Regions from separate parts of the Danio rerio genome. Here region 1 is linked to region 2. Evidence: chromatin contacts called from public Micro-C data. All regions are on one chromosome and are shown on one strand. Each heading gives the region's core, a stretch centred on a gene start, on an enhancer-like site or on the middle of the called end of the contact. The rest is flanking DNA. Distances are from core to core; before and after follow the strand shown. Region 1 holds the start of prpf31 (PRP31 pre-mRNA processing factor 31 homolog (yeast)). Region 2 holds the start of phc1 (polyhomeotic homolog 1).

Region 1 (4,407 bases), core at 280-2,779, 140 kb after region 2:
CTTTATTATTCTGTTATTTATTTTTTACAGACACACACACACACACAAATATTAATATAATAACCAAATAAAAGAATTTAGGTTGATGTCAGGCTTTTCAGCAATGTAATGTAATGTGTATTTGGGAAACTTTTCAACTACGGGCACTTTTAGTCTTGTGAAGTTGAGTAAAAATTAACAAATCCTGGCCTCAAGTTTAAACAATTTGTCTAGTTTTAAGATGTGTAAGAGCACAAACTTAGATAAGAAGAGAGATTGTTTATATTTAACATTTTTTCCATCATAAAATGAGCAAACGTCATTTCCATCACATCTCAATATACAGCTTTTATTTCAAAATGAAATCAATTATGGCAGTAAAAAGTTGTCTGAGATCCTTTTTATATCCAGTTTAACCAATCTTTCCATAATGTGTACAATAATTATACATTTGTCAATTAAATAAATGAGTCTCTTAGGACCAAATGCTGAATTGTACACCTGTCACACTCTAAAATTTAATTTGATTAAAAGCTTATTACAAAATAAATGAATTTGTATTAAATAGAGCATGAGCTCATAAATTGTGAATTCATTTTTAAAGTGTGATAAGAACTTAAATTTTTTTTTTAAATATGTGTGGTGATGGAAATGACAGCTGTGGTGGAAATGACCAAATCAGTGTTAATGTAGAGAAACGTTAGACTAATATTAGAAAAATAATTGAACTCTTAAACTCACACTTTTTAAACTCAGTTTACAAAATTACTAAGTATAACCGCACAGTTTTGCATGTGTAGGGCTGTGATTGATCTAAAAACTGATTTGTCTAGCAGATGAACAGTAACAGTGCACTGTGAATGTCAATATTATTCAAATATTATACAAATTCGTTTTAAAATAAAAGTATTACACATCTACAGTTGGACAATGAGACTGAAAGGCCTGGTTTTAGAGCACAATAATTCATTAGAGCGATGGAGACTATTGGAGCGATATGGCGGAGAGGGTAATGCTGTCACCTCGGCTGGGTCAGTTGGCATTTCTGTGTGGAGTTTACATGTTCTCCCCATGTAGGCGTGGGTTTCCTCTGGGTGCTCCGGTAACGGTTTCCCCCAAATACATGCGGCACAGTTGAATTGGGTAGCCTAACTTGGCTGTAGTGTATGTGTGTGAATGAAAGTGTGTGGGTGTTCCCTGATGTTGGGTTGCGGCTGCGTAAAACATATGCTGGATAAGTTGGTGGTGTGGTGCCACTGTGGTGCCCTCAGATGAATAAAGGGACTATGTCAAAGGAAAAATGAATGAATGAAAGAATGAAGTTTACAAACTTCATTTATTAATTCATTTGCCTTCGACACCATAGTGGAATGAACCTATATACCTTAAACAAATCCATGCATCCAAATTATTGTTAATCATTCAAAATTTAACTTCTTTCATGTCCAAAATGTGTACAAGGAGCAAAAAAAAAACAAATAGGTCATGGACTTTTTTATTTCGAATCTTCCTGAACACATTTCCCAGAAGCCTTTGCTGTGAAACATGTGACGTATTTACTGTGCGACTGCAGATCGTTGTTTGGCGTTTGTAAGTCGTTGCATGTTGGCTTCTGTTCTTTCCATAAAGTGAGAAGAAAACAGGCGGGTTGAGTTGTAAGTTTGGTCTGATTTTACCTTGAACACTTTCTTAAAGATTGCGATTATCAAACAGCAGTGTTTATTGTCTAGTTGTGATTTATTTTCTCACTGTCTTCGTAGATGTCTTTGGCAGACGAGCTGCTTGCGGATTTGGAGGAGGCAGGAGAAGAGGACGGGCTGTATCCCGGCGGAGAAGAGGGAGAGAGTGATGGAGAGCCCGGAGAAAGACAAGTTGATGGAGGACTGGAGGACATCCCGGAGGAGATGGAGGTGGATTACAGCAGCACGGAGAGCGTCACGTCCATAGCTAAACTACGACACAGCAAACCGGTCAGTTTCTGACATCAATAACTCACACACAGCTTCATTTCAGATCTATTTTTAGAACCTAACTTATTGCAGACTTGTTGATATGTTGCAGTTCGCTGAAATCATGGATAAAATCAGTCACTATGTTGGAAATCAACGCAAGAATTCAGAAGGTAACGTTGAGGTTGTTTTTATTCACACATTCAGACTTTGGTGTTCAATAAAATACTAAAGCAGATTTTAAAAGCCTAATACAGACTATTTATAATGACGTAATAATTTAAACACAAAGTAACTACTTGTGACAAGGTCCCTGCATTGTTTGTCACGCTACTTTGGATATTATTTCTGAAATCCAATTCAGGCTAAATATTCAGACTTCAAAACAACATTAGTTCTACTGTTTGACTGCACAATGTTGTATTTTCATAGTCATGGGCTCCTGATATGATTTCTCTATTTAGAATTTGTAAAATACTTCCCTGAAATTGCATTAAGAGGGTGAGAGTCAGAATGTGCAAATATAAAACTAACTTTACATCAATGAAGATAAGTAGTAACTTTTTTTTTTTTTTTTTGTAAAGCGTGCTGGTGAACATTTATTTTAACTTAAAAAATTAAGTCAAAGAATCAGGATCCATATCATTGTGACATAGATGAAAATGATCTAAAATATTGGTCCAGAATTGAGATAATCTAGGTCATCCACAGAACATACAACTCAGATCTGCTGGCTTCAAACCACATCTGGAGCAAGATGAATCTGACCCTGAATACATTTTTGCCAGCTTACTCCTTGATAGGTGAAGACTATGAAGCCCCTTAAACTGTAGAAGACCATGTCTAATACATATAGAGAATACTAATTTTAATTAACGTTGTTTAAAAGGGATGGTGAAATTAGGTATTAAAATCTGCTCACCCTCAATGGTTCAATGAGGTTTTTGTTTTGTTTTATTTTGTTGAATACAAAAAATGTAAATATTTTGATGATAAATTTGAAAACTTTAACCATTAACATCTTTATTAAAAGCAAACACTATGGAAGTCAAGGGTTACAGGTTTTATGTTCAACCAAAGAAATGAATTTAAACAGTTTTAGGCACAAGTGAAACTTTTTTTAACATGGTATTTCCTCTTTTTTCAGTGTCTGGACCGGTTGAAGCAGACCCAGAGTACAGGCTCATTGTTGCCGCCAACAATCTGACGGTGGAAATAGACAACGAGCTTAGTGAGTTCACTGTTTGTTTTATACCTGTGTATTAAATTCACATTATATGAATTGTAACACTAAAGCTATAAAGGCAAATTTCAGATATATTTGCTTAATTATTCATTTTTCCAAATGAGCTTTTACCATGATTCTGACTGTTTTTGCATTTTAATATTCTGAATTTGAAATTCTGTGAAATTCTGCATACATTATTTTTTTACATTGTATTATTATTATTATTATTATAGTTTTTTTCATAAAATGTTATAATGCTTTTGAAGTGGCTCTTGGAGCATAGCAGATGAAGTTAATGTCCTCGTATAGTGAAATGGCAGACAGTGCTTGAGTTTGTCTGTAGTAAAGAAGGCACACCACTGATTTACACACAAAATGCAGACTTTATTACAGTTTTTTACAATTGCTATGACACTTTTATCAATACATTTAACAAGTTTCCTAAACTCTTAACACAGTTAGCACAACATCCGTCTTCGTGGGCTATACAATTAACACATTTATTGTTGTTTTGACACAAAATGCATCCAGTTAACACAAATTTAAAATGCTTTAACTTCTTTTACACACAAGCACAACCAAGAAAACAATGTAATTTTACAGTCAAATTTACAAATGCTTTAACACAGTATGTCAGAACAGATAACACCATGTTCTAAACAGAAATTATATAGGATAAAGTCAAAGTGAACAGCTGTTCTAATTGTGAATTGAAACACAAGTTTATTCCCTTTATTTTATTCAATTGCCAATGAGAAACAGCATATTGCGGTTATATAAATAAATAAATATATATATATATATATATATATATATATATATATATATATATTTATTTATTTTTTAAATATATATATATATAACCGCAATATGAGTCTCTCTCATATATATATATATATGGAGTTCATTAGTACATACAGTACATATACAGTACAGCATTTGCATACACTGTGTCTAATTACTTTCAGAGAGTCATGAAGTTAGAGGCCAATCAAGTACCACATGAAATTTTCAATGTTGACAAGGCTGGGGATGTCGCCGTAGGAAAAACATAATAGGCCAAAGGGCCACAGTTACCGTGCCGGGCCACAGAAGATATCAAGTATAATGTGGATGAGAACTTGTGGCAAAAGACCGGGAAGTATAGAAGATTACTTTGTTATTTTATTATAGTTGTGGTGCTTTTCCTGTTTGCAGTGATGTCCTTCTGCAAAAAAAGTCTGTACTGCAGAAATTCTGTGTCTGTATTTT
Region 2 (4,238 bases), core at 504-3,003:
GACAGCATGTTATAGCCTCCCCCCTAAAATATAACACTATATATGGAAAGCACCGTCAATGCACCGTGATGCACCGAGATATCGAATTGAACCGAATCGATGGCATGATAATCATAACCGAACCGTGAGACCAGTATAGGTTCACACCTCTAGTTGTTATGTTCACTTAATTTTATTAATTTTCCACATAGTTCATCTTACTTATTTTAGGGCAATTGGTTTACTCAGTTCTTTAAAGTAAAGTCAACAAATCACTTATGTTTTTTTCTATATAATGTAGTGGAGGAAATAAATACTCACTGAGGTTTCCGTCTGATCTGAGCAGTCAAATGTTGAGACTTCATGAAGGCTTGACTATACCTGTACTTATGTTTTCAAATGAAGTGTCGTCCTGAAGAGCAGGTCAGTCCAGAATGTAAATGAGCCCTTGCTATGTAAAAGGTTTTATGAGTCACATAGTCAGTGCCAGTGTGAGTCATACAGCAGTGACTTGCATGAATGTCTTTGAAAGAGGAACATTACTTGGCTTTTGGATGTTGAAGTTGTAAAACCAAACTAATTAGCACCATGTAAAATATTTTAAACTGGGATTATTGTTGCAATACATTTCTTGGCCAAATCAAGTCAGTAAGTTGAAAGAAATATAAACTTGATGGATGCACATGTAACAGTCATGATTTAAAAAAAAAAAAAGAGAAAAACTGTAGTAGTAATGTGTTTGGAAATGGAAAAGTGAAACAGAACGTATTTTTGTTTGATTAACATTAGTGCATTGGAAACTAACAAGAAAAAAATATTAAAATACAATTAATAAATGCTGTAAAAAGTTTATGTGGTCATATGCCAATAATTTAAGTGATTATCCATTGTTAACAAATAAGATGTCACAGTGGCACAGTGGGTGGCACGATCGCCTCACAGCAAGAAGGTCGCTGGTTTGAGCCCCGGCTGGGTCAGTTGGCATTTCTGTGTGGAGTTTGCATGTTCTCCCCATGTTCATGTGAGTTTCCTCCGGGTGCTCCTTTCCCCACAAGTCATGCTCTATAGGTGAATAGGGTAAGCTAAATTGTCTGTAGTGTTTCCCAGGGATGGGTTGCAGCTGAAGGGGAATCCGCTATACGTAAAGCATTTGCTGGATAAGTTGGTGGTTTATTCTGCTGTGGTGACTCTTGGTTAATAAATGGACTAAGCCAAAAAGAAAATAAATGCATAGATAAATAACATTAATACACTTTAAAATGTTAATGTGGTCATATCCCAATAACTACAGTCCCAATCCAATGTTAACAAATAGGACCTTTTCAAGCTTTGTCATAGTTAGATACATTTTACCTTTTTTTTACCAAATCAAAATGTTTGATTAAAAATTCAAAACCTTTGGTGTACTTTACTCTCCTGTTGGCACCAATCTTGCACAGTTTATGGTAGAACTTTTGGCAATCATGTGTATCTGCTGGGTTCTGGAAATATTTGCAGAATAATTGGAGGTTGTCCAAAGAGTTCACCTGCATGATAGTGTCTGTATTAAATCTCAATTCAATTCATATTTATTTCTATAGCACTTACAATGTAGATTGTATCAAAGCAGCTTTACATAGAAAGTTCTAGTAATAGACACTTTTATTATGTAATTTTAAGTCACCGATGCAGACTTTTATTTGGCACGTCATTTTTTGGCGCCGGAAAAAGTATAGTAAACAGTATAGGAGGGCGGGGCGGGGTTTCCATCGCTTTTTTGAGCCTCATCACAATCACCGTTGTTTGAAGAATTCCAACAATACTTGCAAAGACCAGTTGTAAAGAGCGGAACTGCATTACATCGAAAACTACAGCACCGAGGTGTCATTTTCAGAGCATTGCTTCCGTTAGGAGAGTAGGAAGCCGACCGCAGAGAGGTAAAATTATGTCTGTTTGGCACTTTGGGAGTCGTCAGTTCGCCAACATTTTTTGCTGCAGCGTATAAGATACTGTGGACGGACATGGTGGTTTTCCCCCCCAAATGTACCTCTTGTGCTAATGGACATGCTAAATTATGCCTCGTGCATGCTGCTGTTTTGTCTCAAATGCTTCGTAACTTAATGATACGTGAATTTTACAGAGAACTAATGTAGCAACACCTCGATCATTCATCACCCGCAGATGACAGATAACCACAACCGCTGTTTATTCATTACTGATGATATCTACATTTAAACTACGTGATTTCTGTGCGTTATTTTTGAAATATAACGTTACTTTATATACAGATTTGAACAGACTAGAGCGCTCCTGCAAGTTTACAAGTCTGTCTGACAGAAAGTGTTCAAACTGTTTGATTGTATTTGTTATAACTAGCCGTTTTAATTCACATTTAATGAATGAGAACAGCGTTTAATCTCTTCTAAATCGTTTGTTTATGCATATTTTTCTCTGGTATTCAGTTACAAAGTTTGATTGACTGGTCGTCCATCCAGTGAGCATGGAGGCAGGAGAAGACCAGACCAACTCCAGCTCAACCAATAGCAGCGCAGCTTCAGGGGGAAACTCCCGCCCTCCTCAGATAGCTCAAATGTCTCTCTATGAAAGGCAAGCTGTTCAGGTGGGTCAGAAAGCCTGCAGTCTGAACTAATAGCCAGATTGAAGTGTAATTTAAATCACTTGTTAACATTCGTGTGTTAAATTGAGGGAAACATAGTTGTTTGTGCTTCTCAATGTTATAGGCACTGCAGGCCTTACAGAGGCAGCCCAATGCAGCTCAGTATTTCCAGCAGCTGATGCTGCAGCAGCAGATCAACAGCGCAACCTGTCAACTCCACAACCTGGCTGCTGTGCAACAGGTGAGACTCTTTAGACCAGGGGTGCCCAAACTTTTATTATGAAGGGCCAAAAACAAACTTTATTGAGGCTAGTGGGCCGAATTTGTTTAATAATATTTAAAAAATATATATAAAACATTGCTTTATATTAACTAAAAGGGTATATATTTTTTACATTTTATAATGAACTTATTACAGTAAAAACTAAAACAATCTCATTTATAATAGAGTTGCACTGTTTTTTGCCTTGATTTGCTCTGACTTGTTGAGTGACAGTATTTACATTTTAAAAACACAGATTAATTTACATTTAATTGAAACATTTCATTTCAGTTTGCTTTTTTGTTGCTCGGTAACAAAACAAACACAAAAAAAAGGTTACATCAAATTAGAAATGATAATCTCTATTAAAGGCATTCTCCCCAATCCTCTTATTCTCAAATGGGATGTTGAGCCAACTCAAGGGTTACTATGGGCCAACTTTGGCCCACGGACCCTACTTTGGGCATCTCTGCTTTAGACCGATCAAAAAAAAAGATTGTATTTGATGAAACTCTTCGATATTGAAAAGACCTGACATCACAATATTTATTTTTTTTGCAATTTTAATAGCTCTGTTTGGCAAGATTTCAATAATTTAGATTAAGTCTTTTTCTATGCAGCGCATCTTCATGAAATATAATAAATTATAAGCATATACAAATAACATATCAAAAGCAAGTTAAATAAACAGTGCTTTATGGTTTTATGGGGAGTGTAACAGTATTCAAGTACAGAAATGTAACAATTAAACATTAAATAACATGTTCAATATTCTATAAATAATACAAATAAATTATTAATAAATGTAATTGAAACAATAAAATTTTCAAAATTATCTTGTTACAGTAAATTGGGCTGTTCGATTTAGGAATAATATGTAATTATGTTTTTTTTTTTTACAGATGTTGTGATTTCAATTTAATTTTGTAGTCAAGCCTCAGTTCAGTATTCTGTATCGTAGCTTCTTACGGCTAAAATGCAGTGAGTGTTAGTTTAAAAAGTTATATTTTATATTTTATAAAAATAAAAATATTAATTTATATTAAAATATATTTAACTTAAGTTAAACATTTATTCAAATTTGTTTTTAATAATCCGAAATGAAACACTAATTTTTCACTACAGCAAACAGTAAGCACAAATCAAATGACCCTACCTTTCTGTTAACATGTTAAACTGAAATTAGGGAGATAGTGTAGCTTATTATAAAAACAAAAATTATAATTATGAAAGTACAGAACCAACATGGCTGAAACAACTCTGAAATTGTAATTTGCTATTGCTTGCTACTAGATTGAGTGTCACTAGCAATACATTCAATTGACTTTTTAGCAAGACATTCCTCATATAGCCACCTGTGGTGCTTTTTTAGTTGCTGGTTGTTTTATTTCCTCGTGCTGT

What was found. A called contact is a pair of places that touch in the nucleus more often than the background predicts.
Region 1: a contact with region 2 is called in a Micro-C map of caudal fin, with 12 times the contacts expected there. The contact joins the promoter of prpf31 here to the promoter of phc1 in region 2. A contact is called at or near these places in 2 of 18 Hi-C or Micro-C datasets (caudal fin and hematopoietic stem cells).

What each region holds. Positions count from the first base shown.
Region 1 is chr16:35,273,732-35,278,138 of GRCz12tu, forward strand. prpf31 (PRP31 pre-mRNA processing factor 31 homolog (yeast)) reads left to right here and starts at 1,530. Exons shown (of 15, transcript NM_200504.2): 1 at 1,530-1,634; 2 at 1,740-1,949; 3 at 2,041-2,101; 4 at 3,076-3,159. The coding sequence starts at 1,740.
Region 2 is chr16:35,136,886-35,141,123 of GRCz12tu, forward strand. It overlaps phc1 (polyhomeotic homolog 1), which reads left to right and starts at 1,754. Exons shown (of 15, transcript NM_205707.1): 1 at 1,754-1,895; 2 at 2,421-2,578; 3 at 2,700-2,816. The coding sequence starts at 2,459. LOC108179621 reads right to left here and starts at 344. Exons shown (of 2, transcript XM_017351525.4): 1 at 301-344.